Linked DNA regions of Cricetulus griseus: region 2 is linked to region 1. A link is a contact called in public Hi-C data. All regions are on one chromosome and are shown on one strand. The core of a region is the stretch at or near the end of the contact, and the rest is flanking DNA. Distances in the headings are between cores, read along the strand shown. Region 1 has its middle 11 kb from the start of Kif14. Region 2 overlaps Camsap2 (calmodulin-regulated spectrin-associated protein 2).

The links. A called contact is a pair of places that touch in the nucleus more often than the background predicts.
Region 2: a Hi-C map of liver shows a contact between it and region 1, with 4 times the contacts expected there. The contact joins two enhancer-like sites. A contact is called at or near these places in 3 of 8 Hi-C or Micro-C datasets (the CHO-K1 cell line, fibroblasts and liver).

The regions. Positions count from the first base shown.
Region 1 is chr5:52,809,762-52,816,963 of CriGri-PICRH-1.0, reverse strand. No RefSeq gene overlaps it. Among named protein-coding and RNA genes, the nearest start is that of Kif14, 11 kb to the right of the region's middle. Within about 2 kb of position 2,808, at least 2 of the 6 cell types and tissues checked have open chromatin away from gene starts, as enhancers often do.
Region 2 is chr5:52,948,521-52,955,126 of CriGri-PICRH-1.0, reverse strand. The region is part of intron 2 of Camsap2 (calmodulin-regulated spectrin-associated protein 2); the gene reads right to left. Among named protein-coding and RNA genes, the nearest start is that of Camsap2, 33 kb to the right of the region's middle. Within about 2 kb of position 3,301, at least 1 of the 6 cell types and tissues checked has open chromatin away from gene starts, as enhancers often do.

The DNA of each region.
Region 1 (7,202 bases), core at 1,559-4,058:
AGCTTTTAATAAAATGAAAACAGTGGCATAATAATTTAAAAGTATTGTAGCCAGTGAGAAGAGTGAAGAGGTGATCAAAGAAGTTGTGGGTGTAAGGGTGACTGGGTTCCTTTTGATTAACTGGTATTTTATACTAGCAGGGAGGGGAGAACAAGAATGTATTCCAATGGGGCGGCAGTGGCCCGAAGAGGCTGAGGTAATTGTCTTTTCTTAAATAGACTGGTTATTGCTGCACAATTTAAAGGCTGCTACAAAGCTAATAATTAAATTACTTCTAAGATAATAGATTTGGGATTCCTTTCTAAGTAGATAACAGGCACTGTTTCTCCAATAAGTGAAAAGGACCTATAGAAGTTAAAGTTTATTTAGCAAGTTAATGAAACTTTATTTTTATCTTCTATTTATGAGGGTTTTGACTGCATGTATGAATGTATGTGCATATGTGCACATGGCACAGTGCCATGAAGTCCAGAAGAGAACATTGGATCCCTGGAACTGGGGTTACAAGCAGTCGTGAGTCACCATGTGGGTGCTTGGAACTAAACCCAGGTCCTCTACAAGGGCAGCAAGTGCTCTTAACTGCTGAGCCATCTCTCCAGCACCTTTAGTGGTTTTTTTTAAGGAACAAAAACAATAAACCAGACTTCTGCACTTTAGCAGAAGCAGTGAAACACCCATTGCTAGTTTTCCCTGCCTATCAGAGACATCCTAATTAATTTTCATACTGAACTCATTTCATCCTTGCAGAACCCTTTGAGCACATAATCATCATAACTCAGACTTCAGAGGGCCCCCCAGGTGCCCAAGGTCAAAGACAGTTCCAGGATTCTGTGGGCTTTAACGTCTCCCATGGACGTTCTCTGTGCTCAGCTCTGACTTCTATAGGGCAGGATCCTATGACATTCTTCTTTCTTCTCCAAGACAGGACCATTTACTTTTTAAAAGCAAGACCTGTAGATTGGGGGGTTTCTTTCTTCCCTTTTACCTCCCACAAAGAAAACTAGATCAGAGCCCCAACACTTGGACATTGTGATTCATTGTGCCTGCTGTATTCCTGCGTTGACTCCCAGTGAATACTTCAGAAGTATTACAAAGAACATGGCTTAGAATAAAGACACAAAGTACAAACCATTTATGCACTAGAAAGACAGATGAAGCCACCTGTGGTGGTGCACACCTTTAGTCCCAACACTGGGGAGCAGAGGCAGGCAGATCTCTGTGAATTCAGGTCTACAGAGTGAGTTCCAGGGCTACACAAAGAAGTCTCAAAAAAACAAATCAAAACAAAAACAAAGAAACCAAAAAGAAAGAAAGACATAGGAAGTACCATAATGAACACTATAAATAACATTGTATGTCTTTTTTATTTTTTTTTTATTTTTTGAGACAAGATCTCACTTTGCAGCCAAAGAAGGCGGGGAAACCAAGGCGGCCTTGAATTTGCAGTGATCCTCCTGCCTCAGTCTCTTGAGTGCAGGCATTACAGGTGTGGAACACCATGCCAGGTTTGAAAATCATGAATTTATGGTCAGTAAAAGCAAGGCTGGCACTCCTGTGTCCTAGTTTCTCAGGCAGCTGAAGCAGGAGGCCCTCTTGAGGCAATGCAGTGGGCCCTACCTTAAAAAGAGGGGTATGGACGAGAAACTGAGTTCTATAACATTCAAAAGGCAGAGGCAGGTGGATCTCTGTGAATTTGAGGCCAGCCTGGTCTACAGACCAAGTTCCAGGACAGCCAGGGCTACATAGTGAGACTGTCTCAAAGCAACCAAACAAACAAAAAAATGCAAGTTTTTTTGTCCACTGCTACATTATATATTTCTATAAAATCATTTAAACCCTAAGTATTCCAACAACTTTGTTGTTGGAATAATAAAATTTCTTATTTAAAAAAACTGTCATTCCAATTATTATTATTATTATTATTATTATTATTATTATTATTATTATTATTGTGTGTGCAGGGTGTATGTGTGGGAGTGCATGCTGTAGCATGTGTGTATATGTGTATAGGTTAAAGTACAAGTCTGTGGAGTCAGATCTCTTCTTCCCACCTTTACGTGAGTTCTGGGGATCGAACTCAGGTTGCCAGGCTCACAGGGCACATGTCTTTACCCGATGAACCATCTCAACAGCCATAGAAGGATTTGTGTGTGTGTGCACGTGAGGAAAACAATACGGATTGAAGATTGAACATTTGGTTTTACATATTTAATATTAGTGCCAAGCATTAGCAGCAAGAGCACACTCGGTGACAATGAACAGCATTTGAGGAGACAGAGCTGTCTTTGTAGGTGCTAGTGAGACAGACAGACCTACCTAGAAGGACCATTTTAAAGTTACTAGGAACAAGAGCAAAGGGCATAGTAGATCCTGTAACTGTGACAAACTGGACATACTTAACTTGAGAGGAATTCTCTTCTTCTTCATCCACAGAGCAGTGGGGCCAGCACTTCCCTGGGAAAGCCCCATCTGGATGCATGTAGACAAAATCTGTGACAGCTTGTTCTCAGAAGTTCTTCAGGAAGTCAAGCAATGAGCTGTAGCTTGTGGGTTGTTCTTCTGCCGCTTTTGGCAGAGTGAGAATGGCAGAGGACAGGTCATCCAAACTACCAGAGATGCTCCCCACAGGGGCTTGCTCTTCTGTCCCTCAGTGGCCACTGGTGATCTTCTCACTCTTGGGGACATTTATGACTGCAGTGGTTGAGCTCCTACTGCCTGGCCCTGTGGGGTGGGGCATGAGTGGGTGCTCTAGCTTCCCCCTCATTTCTGAGTGGCATTTCTCCTCTGAACTCTGGACACGTGAGCCAGTGCCCGCAGAGCTGGGAAGCCTCGTCACCTTCCTCATTCTGTGCTCTTCCCTCTTAGAGGGCTGCCCACTCTTCTAGGCTTCTGTCATTGTACCATCACCCAAAACCAGGCCCCACCCTTCTTCTCTATCCGTTTCTGCTCCTCAGTACTTGGGCCATGCCCATCATTCCAGCTGCTGTGGGGCACTTTGCTGCAGCTCAATGAGAATGACTGATGAGCCAATTCGTCATGAGTAACGAGCTGTTTTGATAGATTGTACAGGAAATAGGATATGTGCATTGCTAAATACTGCTTCTCAGGTAAATGTGCTGTCTCATTTAATCCTCCTAAGAACCCAGTGGGTTGGGCACTATGATTATCTGCATTTTATACATGGGGAAACTGAGGCACAAAACTTACTCAAGCTGTTCCCAACCTTCCAGCTAAATGCTGCAGCAGCCAGGAATCCAAACCTAGGCAATGCCCTTTAGGGTTTCCCTTTCCTTTTTCAGCAGGAGCTTTGTAGACCAGGTTGGCCTTCAACCCTCTATCCTCCTGCCAATATAGGAAAATGCCTCTCTCTTAACATCTACTATGAAAGAGCTGAGAGGCCACTCCCTGGGGCCAGAAGAGCATACAAGATTCCCTGGAGCTGGAGTTACTGTGGTTGTGAGCCTCCTGGATGCTGGGAACCAAACTCCAGTCTTCTGGAAGAGCAGCATGGCCTTGTAAGCTCTGAACTGTGAGCTGGCTCTTAAATGCTGAGCTCTCTGAATCTTTGGTCTGTGGTCTGAGCATGGGTTAAATGCTCAGCTTGTGACACCAAGGACAAAAGCCCACAGCAACAGGCCACTTCCAGCTACATCACCAGGTCAAAACCAGCTGTGATGAAAACCAGGGGAGTTTTGTTTGATGAGGAGAGAGGAGGGAGGGTTGCATGCAACCGAAAGGAGGGCACTGGAAGTGGGCGGGGGGATCCCTGCATCACAGCCCATTTCATTCTTCAGTGATAACCTCCCTCCTTCCTAGAAACGGAAACAGAAATGGAACTCCAGCCAGGGCCAATGCCCATGTCCATCTGAACTCAGGAGAAAACTATGAGTGTGAAGACTCTCCCTCCTCAAAAGTCCAAGGAGTAGCAAGAGCCAGGAAGAGCCGGGAGGGGCCAGACCCCTCTGAGAAGTCCTATGTCCCGTCTGTGTCACTCTACCATCCCACATTAGCACCTTTCACACACAGAATTGGTCTACTGTGTCCTCTGGGAGGAAGCTACGCTTACAGATGGAGCCTTGATGAAAGAGTATTAGTTGCTACATTCCAGGAACAGGCCAGATCACTAAAGATTTGAACCGTTTAGGAAAATGGACAGAGAGGAGGCTAATGAAATCCAGTCTCACAAAGAGTACGGTCAAGCATTAAGGTAGGATTCATAGGATATTCAAATGGAGCTTTAGCAGGTAGAATTGCAGCAAATAATGAGGAAGAGGCCCTAGGGCAAGATGATGATACCTTTGGAGTCTAGGTGCAGACAGGAGCCTTCCGTGTGTAACGAGGGAGTAATAGCTTCCCTGTAAATGGTCGCATCTCATTTAGCACCTTTGTGCTCTCTCAGGCTTGCTATCCAGAAATAACATCCAGCTAAAGGGGAGAACAAGAGAGAAAAGGAGGAATTGCTATAGGGCCCAGAAACACGATGTCATCTTTCGTTTATTTGTCTGTTTTTTTGAGACAAGGTCTCACTCTGTAGCCCAGACATACTTCTAACTCACTGTGTGGCTCAGGTTGACTTCAAACTTCACTGCCTCTGCCTATCCAGCTGGAACTAAGGTGTGTCCCCCATGGCAGCCACAGTATTTCAGGCAGGCCTTTTCTGCCATCTTCTTGATTGCACTACAGAAGAATCATTCTTTGGCTTGAGGCTCATGAATACTGGGTCTATAATTCTTTTTATGCTTTTGTCTTCATCCATACAAATTTGTCACTTGTTGCTGGTGTATAGTTTGGTATAAGGCTTTTGGATTATTTACAGGTAGAACACGGGGATTTATGCTGAGAATAAAAGGAAAAGGAGAGTCTCAGACATTTTAGACTGTCTTCAACCTTGAACTCTGATCCTTTTGCCTCCATGCCACAACTCTGGGCTTACAGGCATGTGTCATCATACCTGGTTTGGGCGAGGAGTAATTCTGAACTTAACATTTACCTGAGCCTGGGGAATCTAAGATCTGGGTACTGTAGAATGGCAGGCTCTAGCTTTATAATATCCGAAGTAGCTTTAGATCACAGACAGACCTCCAACAGCCAAGACCAGCAAAAGCTTGGACAGAGAAAGAAAGCCAAGCTGCATGAGTCAGAAGGACACTGGGAGCTGGAATTCTGCTGCTTGGCCTGCTGCTGAACTCCGGTTATCTTGTGGTTGCCTACATACATTGCGAACCTATATCCTAAGATCTGGCTTTTATTTCACATGCCACAAGAGCAGCAGAGGAGGAGGAAGAATGCATGTGGTTCATGCATTGAGATGATATTTCTGATCTATGGGTGCTATGAGCTTGTAGCTTAATGCTTTCTCGGACTTTCAAAGAATGGAATCCATTCCCAGGGAAATAGTGTGCTCTCCTCTCATGGAAGCTGTGGGGAAAACAACACCTACTATGCCGTGTACTCGTTTCATTTTCCTTTCTCGGGAATCGACCCAGACTCCTCTGGCCAGCTGTTTCTCAGAGTGACAGTTTGAGCTCAGTGAATGCTTGTGACACTTAATTAATAACTCCCAAGGAACACAGCTGGGAGAACTGGACGACACAGTGAACAGACTGATTCCTTGTCTGTAATGTGTGAATTGAGAGAAACCCACACAGTTCATCTAAACCTACACCATGGCTGTTCACACCCAGGACAGAAGTGTCATCCCGGATTCCTCTTTGTGCGCTGGAGGAAACTGAGGGGGTGGGAGTGCAAAGAGGACACTGAGCTCTCTGTTGTGCCTCAGACTGCTCCACGGGGACTTCTTTCTTGTCTGGGAGAGTCAGAGAACTGACTATGGTCTGGATTTAAAAACAAACCCTTCTGTAAATGGGTAAAGGCTTATGGATGGCTGTGGAGTTATTTTCAAGACTGGAAGGTTGAAGAAGCGCCCAGTTTCCCCTCTGCAAAAGCTGACACGATGCCCAATTCTTTTAATGCAGGTGGCTTCTTACTCGGCAGCTGTGCTTTTATAACTACTAGTGGGAGGAGAAACTACTGGACAGAGCCCCTTTCACACTGTTTCTCAAGTGAGAAAATAGACATATGAACATAACAATTCAAACCATGATTATAAATACAATATAATGTGTGTCGTTGCAACCGCTTTCAAACATCCAGACAAGGACTGAATTTTACAAAGAAATTAGATTACCAACTATTTAAGGGACAGATGAATGGCTTACACACATTTCATGCCCTTATTGAAATCATCTGAGGCTTCCTTTTGCATCTGTTGACCAGGAAAGTGACTCCAGGTGTTTCCTTTGCCACCGGAGCAAATGATGGCACTTCTAATTGGAGGAATCAGCAACATCTTCAACAGGATGTCAGGCGTGATCCTGGACATGTTTAAAGAGCACAGCAGAAAAGAAGGTGCCTGCTAAAACTTCACAGCTGGTCCACAGACACTTGTTCTGGGGCTGGAGAGATAGCTCAGTGAGTAAAGACACTCATGGTTCATGCAAGGTGGCTCTGACTGCGATCCAAGTGCAAGGAGAGAACTAAATCCACACAGTTGTCCTTTGATCTCCACATAGGTATGGAGGCACACATCCCCACCATCATTCACACATACATGAACACACACATGTCCCCACCATCATGCACACATACATGCACAAAGAACAAATTAAAAAACTTTTTCTTTCTACAAGAACTCATGGAAGGACTCAGAATTTCCTTTGAGTACAAAAGATGTTGCTGACTAAGCTTTGGGGCTGAGCACACTTTTTAAATCTTACCAATTGGACAGGTGGTGGTGGTGCAGGTCTTCAATCCCAGCACTCTGGAGGCAGAGGCAGGCAGATCTCTGAGTTCAAGGACAACCTGGTCCACAGAGCAAATTCTAGGACAGCAGCCAGGGCTATACAGAAAATCCTGTCTCAGAAGACAAATAATCAATCAATAATCAAACAAATAACAGCAAAATGCTGGTGCAGAACTTGTGGGAGTGACCAACATATGTACGACTGGTCCAACTTGAGGCCCATGCCACAAGAGGGAGTCTATGCCTGAGACTAGATGGCTCTGAGACCTGAGGTAGAATCAAACATGACTAGCCAAAAAAAAAAAAAAAAAAAAAAGTCAATGAAGTGACTTCTAATGACATTCTGTTTTACTCACAGATCAGAGCCTATTGAAATCACCATCAGAGAGGCTTCATACAG
Region 2 (6,606 bases), core at 2,052-4,551, 140 kb before region 1:
CAGCTTTTTAAACAAGTGCTGCTGGCAAACTTAGATGCTCACATGCAGAAGACTGAAACTAGATCAACTGAAAATACAAAGACTCCAGTGTTGACCTGAAACACTGAAATACTTCAAATCCAGACACAAGCAATGGCTTTCAGAATATTACTCCAAAAGCTCGGGAAATAAAAGCAGGAAGTCATAGCCAGGAATGCATCTAATTCAAAAGCTTCTGTAGAGCAACAGAAACAATGACCAGAGTAAAGAGAGCACATGGGATGGGAGGTGTTTGCAAGACACTCATGTGATAGACAATCAACAGCCAGAATAGAGCAAGCATCTCAAAAAGTTGAAACACCAAAGGAGCAAACAATCCACTCAACAAATAGGCTAATGAACTGAACTCTTAAAATTAGTTAAGTATGAATAGCACATAAATACACAAAAAACGTGTTCAGCATCTTTAGCCACTAGGAAAATGCAAATCAAAGGTGCATCAAAACCCAACAGATATCAACAAGACTGCAGAGGGGTAGTATGTGGAAGGGAGGGTACTCTCTACACCATGTTGGTAGGAATATAAACTAGTCCAGCCACTATAAAAATTTGGTATGGAGGTGTCTTAGTTACTATTTTACTGCTGTGAGACATCAGGACCAAGGCAGCTTATAACAGAAAGCATTTAACTGGGGACTGGCCTACAGTTTCAGACGGTGAGTCCATGACCATCATGGAGGGGGATGTGGTAGCAGACAGGCAGGCCTGGCACTGGAGCAGAAGCTGAGAGCTTCCATCTCGACCCACATGCAGGAAGAAGAGAGCGAGACTGGGCCTGGAGCCGGCTTCTGAAACCCCAAAGTCCACTTCCAGTGATACACCTCCAAAGTTCCAGTAACTGGGGACAAAGCACTTAAACATGAGCCTATGGGGGCCATTCTCATTCAAACCACCACATAAGCTTCCTCAACAAATGAAAACCAAATCCCAGGCCACTTTTGGGCATACCAAAAAAAATCAAAGCCAACTTCCTATGGAAGTTGTATCTATGTATCTATGATTACTGACTATGGTCCTACTCACAACAGTCAAGGTACAGAACTAGCTTGGAGGCCTACTAATGGATAAAGAAAAGTGCGTGTGCTGCAAAAATGTACATGCACTCCTGCGCATGTGCTCACACATGCATACACACGTGTGCAAACCCACACATCTTATTCAGGCATAAATAACAAAACTGTCATAAAAAAATGAAAGCAGCATGCAACTGGAGATCATCACGTGAACTGAAATAAGCCAGCATTTCGGGCAAGCATCATGTTTTCCCCTATATGTGGATCACAAGTACAGTTAGAGGAAATTACTATAGCTTTTGCCAAAAACTTAGCGTTGGGTAACATACTGGTGGTACAAAGGAAAAATCCAATCTGGTTCAAAGGTTTCCTTAAAATAATGATGTACCTATCTTATGGTGGCATGGATGTAGGAGAAATAACTCCCACCCCCCCACCCCCCAATGCTGGGGAGAGATGCTCCCCTCACCCCTTGCTACAGACCAGGGAGCTGGGCCACCTTCTTACCAGCTGCAGTGCTCAAAAAAAGCAGGCCCTGCTCTTTGCCTAGGCAGCACAGTAGAGATGAATCTGTTGGCAGAGGTGTGGATGAAATAACCCTGAGGCCGTGAGAGTGGAATAGCTGGTCATGCCCCCCCCCTTGCCTGCCATGTGGTGGTGAGGGCCATGGAAAGATGCCCCCCACCCTGACCCTGCCACCCGTGGTGGGTGAGGGAGCTGACCTGTTCACCCATGACAGGCGTGGGTGAACCAGTCCTGATATTGTGAGCATGGGGGAGCTGTCCCCATTACTCACCTGTCACATGGCAGGCGAGAGATGCCTCCCTCCCATTAGCACCTGAGGCAGGGGGGAGAGCTGTCGCTGCCCCTCCCTCACCAGCTGCACCACTTGAGAGCGGTGCCTACACCTGGCCTGGGCAACACAGTAGAGCTGGCCCTGCCCTGAAGGTGTAGGTGAGGGAGAATTGACCCCGAGGATGTGAAAATTGGACAACTGCCTCCTGCCCCCCACACACACCTTGCTCATCGCTGCAAGGGGTAAAGTAACCAGGGCAATGCTGGAGAGCTCATTCTGGTGGTGCAGATGGGGGAGAGCTGGCGGGCTGACCAACCCTGCACTACCAGGCCCAGAGCCAGGGTTGTATGTTGGCCCACTCCAATATCCACCCCGTCTGTGATCTGCTGGAGCAAGGGGAGGTGAGGGTGGGTTGATCCTGCAGACCCAGGGCTGCAGGATCTCCATAACCCAGGGCAGAAACAGGATGTCCAGGAAGAGTCCCAGAGGGCCCAGAGTTAATGGTGTAGAGAAGACTAGGGCCCTTGAACCAGGCCAATGATTCTTTGCAATGAACACCTGCATGTAAAATGTATGGATAAAGGGCTTTACTGTGGGACTCACCGTGTCACACTGCATGACGAGATTTTCCTTTCCTCCCCCCTTTTTTTCTTTTACATTTTATTATGTTTTATTCTGGGGCTGGAGGGATATGGGTAGAATCAGGATATGAAAGACACAAAGAATAAATAAAAGAAAGCAAACAACAAAACAAAACAAAACAAAAACTGGTATACTCATAGCTAAAATCTCACAAGGTTTTTAAGTCTATACCCCAATTCTCTGTGTTCTGACCCACCCTTCAAACTGTAAGGTATTTTCTGCTTCCACTATTTTAGTTTCTTACCTAATGTGTCGTCACTACTTTTCTAGATTTGTTAGATTTGAATTATACTCTATTTCAATAGTCATGTGTTCCTGTGCTCAAAGTACTGGACTTTCTTGATTACTTTTGTAGTATGATCTGTGTTCATAACCTCAGACATGTATACTCCAGTGCCTTTCTATCAGGTGGGACCTGGGCTACATGGTTTCCCACAGAGAAGTTATCATCCTGAAAAAGGTTTGTCTTTACCTTTGGCAACAAGCCCAGGAAAACAAACATTTATGGTTTGTTGAGGTAAGTTCTTGTGTTCTGTGTTAACTTTACTAGGTTTTGTTTATTTTTCAATCTTAAAAACCTTAAGAAAAACTTTCCTTGTTCTTCAAGGTTTTTTTTGTTTTGTTTTGTGAGACAGGTCTTGCTTATACCCGAGGCTGGCCTGAAGCTTAGGATACTCCCACCTCTGCCTCCTGAATTCTAGGATCACAGGTTCGTGCCAACTCCAAAGTCTTCTAATTACCACTCTGATGAATGATTACTGTGCTGGCTTACCATTACTGTAACAAACACCCAAGTCAATAAACTTCTAAGAACAAAGGTTTATTTGGGTTCATGGTTTTGAAGTCATGGCTGAAGTTGTGACAGAACAAAACTGCTCACCCTCATGGCAGGAGGGTCAAAGAGAGGAGGAGGTCACTGGAGTTACACTATTCCTTTGAAAGACATGCTCCAATGACCTGGAAACCCCTCTTAACGGTGTCACCTTGGGGATCAATAATTTAACACTGGGCCTCTAGGGGCCCATTCACAACTATTTTTTTCACAAAGGTCTATAGAGCTACTTTGATAAAGTGCTTTAAAACTGTTGAACAATCTTAGCTAACTTCTTCATGGTTAACGTTTTGAAATGTCTTTTTTTTTTAAATAAACATTTTTATTAATTCTTTCAGAATTTCATACAATGTCTTTTGATCACATTTACTCCCAATTCCTCCCTGATCCAGCCTCACCTCCCCCAATCCCTTGTGTCCTCTTAAAATGTCCTCTTTTTAATTTAATAACATAAGTCCAATATGCTGTCCACATACTTGTGGGTGTGAGTCAGGTCTCTCTGACCTAGAACTACCTTGGGCAGTTTACAAGTGAAAATCTCACCTTATCTATAGAAACATATGTGATAACATGCTCTCAAGTCATACTGTAGACTTTTCATTGATGTGGATGTGTGAAAGATTCCATGAAAATTTCAAAAGTCTGATGGTTCTGGATGTCAGGCTATCAATCAAGACTGGTATCTTAAAGTGTATGCTATGAAAATAATTGAATATTCTTGTCAATTACAAGACTTTTATCAGAACTTCATTAAAATCCACCCCTTTTGTCATCCATTTTTTTCCCAGCTGAATGTACTCTTACAATCAAATTCACGGGAAGGCCTATACAAGATATTCATGAATACTTGCTTCACAACAATAGCTACTGTGAACAGCTATCCAGAACTCAACTCAGGGAATCCTTTAGTTCACCAGGCAACTTAGCAACATCTTTAATGTAACCACTTGTTCAAACTGTATAGATGATCTCTCACTCTCTATTTTAAACATTCCAAATACCACACAGGCCTGGGGACTAGAAGATGAGATTGTTCTAGACTACATATTGGTTAAATAAGAAAATATCTGTGACTCAATTAATACTACATGCTCTATCTGAATAAAGTTCTCTAGGGAACTGAAACCCAACTGCATAAAAATAATACAGGCTAAACAGAAGGAGCAGGGCTCACTTAATTGCCCTTACACCCAGATTCATGACCCAAAGCCATTATGCAAGTTCCTTTGCTATGTTCTTACTAGTCTTTTTTTTAAAAAAAACAAAAAACAAAAAAACATTAGTTTCTTTTAAAAGTTTGTCCCTGTTCCCTGTCAAAGATCTGCAGAAGTAAAACGCCTAACAAAACAATGCTGGCCCAGCCCTTGGCGGTGATAGCGCATGTCTATGGAAAACGAAAACTACTGAGCTCCAGGCAAACCTAGTCTGAAAACTACAACTTTTAAACCTCTTTCTTCTTAACACAATTAAATGGGGCTTTGACACTGGTGTCCACTCCCTCATACTAGACCTTCTCTGCACCAAGGCTCAGTCAAAACTTAGTTGTAGGACGATTGATCAGTGATGCTTTCAGAGAAACTCTTCCCCAAAGGAAGGAAAGGTGAAAGCTGTCAGCATAATTTCTTCAAGCCCCAATAAAGAAAACAAGTGAAAGGAAATGAAGGAGGGAGGAAGAAGGGATAAAGTTGAGAGATCTCATACACGTACGCTAACATAACAACTGTCACTGAAGACCCTCTCTCACACACATACATGTTCATACCGAATGAATGAATGAATGAATGAATGAATGAATGAGTGGAATGAAATCATTCACATATGTTTGTGTGTGCAAGTACGTGTGTATGGAGGCGGGGCTAATATATCAGGACCAGCAGAGGTAACTTCTAAGATTCTTAATAGTTGAAAAATTCTTAATTCACATATTACCAAGATAAATGAGGAAGGCCATGTGATTACCTTAACAAAAGAAAAAATAACACCAAGTTACAATTCAGCATACATAAGCTTCTTAGCAAACTCTGAAAGAAAGGACATCTTCAAAAATCCTACAAATAGCATTATTCTTTGTTGGCTTTTCTTTAGTATAAAGGTAGGAACTAGCTGCATGCCCATGTGAAAAACTGATTCTAAAGTGTATATGGAAATATAAAGAAAATGGAATACTAATTTTGACATACAAAGTTGAGCAGTTTGCATTGCAGACGGCAAGACTTGGGATAAAATGATACAGGTTAGTACTGGCCTGGGCTAGCAACCTTGTCTCTCCAAAAAATAAAAAAGTGTGGCACATAAGAATGTCTATCAGAGCCTAGGAACATGGGGATGGGGAAATGGAGAGAAGAGATCTATTCACTATGGAGGCTCATGTGGAAGAGAAGAAAAACTTCTCATGTTTTATAGCATAGTGAATAACTGGTTGACAATTAACTAAATATTTCAAAACAAGAGTAGAAGAATGAGGGAATGGTTAGATTCTTAAAGGAGTTTGGATCACAAGAACCCAGAAAAATGACAGATAAGGGTAGAGTCATGTCTATAATTCCAGCCTTGGAAAGTTGGGACAAGGGCTCCCCAGAGCCAACATTCTAGCAAGAACAGCCATATCAGAGAGCTCTGGGTTTAGCTGACAGCTCTGCTTTATTGAAGACGATTCGAAACAACCACACCCAGCCACATGTGTCCACACATTAACAGATAGGAACACACGCACACTACAAACACCCCACGAAAGAAAAAAAGGAGCCAAGAAAACTGGTAAAGGAGACATTAATTTTCCTAATATAAAGGATTAATGAACGTCTGGAGCATCAGGTATGCAATTATCCTGAGCCTGTCATTATGCATCGCATATATTAAAATGGCATACTTGCCCCATAAATATGTATAGGTACTAGTGTCAATTTAGAACAATTTTTCAAATGTGAACATTTGATTTCTTACCACAAAGTGTCAAATGAAATGTATACTTCAAAGTAATCTAAAATTTTCTCTAGGAACATTTTTATAGGTTTACAATCACTGGTTGTATGTTTGCAGTTATGACAGAAGCTTATTACATAATAAATAAAATCTAAAGACACTCTTTAGACTTAAAATGTTATTAATGCTTTAAGGAACTGAGTTTCCAATGAATCAATCGGACATGTAGATAGGAAAAAGTAACCATCAAGACCATGAAACAGGGGTGTTATTAAAAGCCCATGAAAGTAGATTACATTCTACAAATCAGGGCTTAAGTGGAACGTGTGTGTTTTCAGATGTCCTACCCACTGTGATCTGGG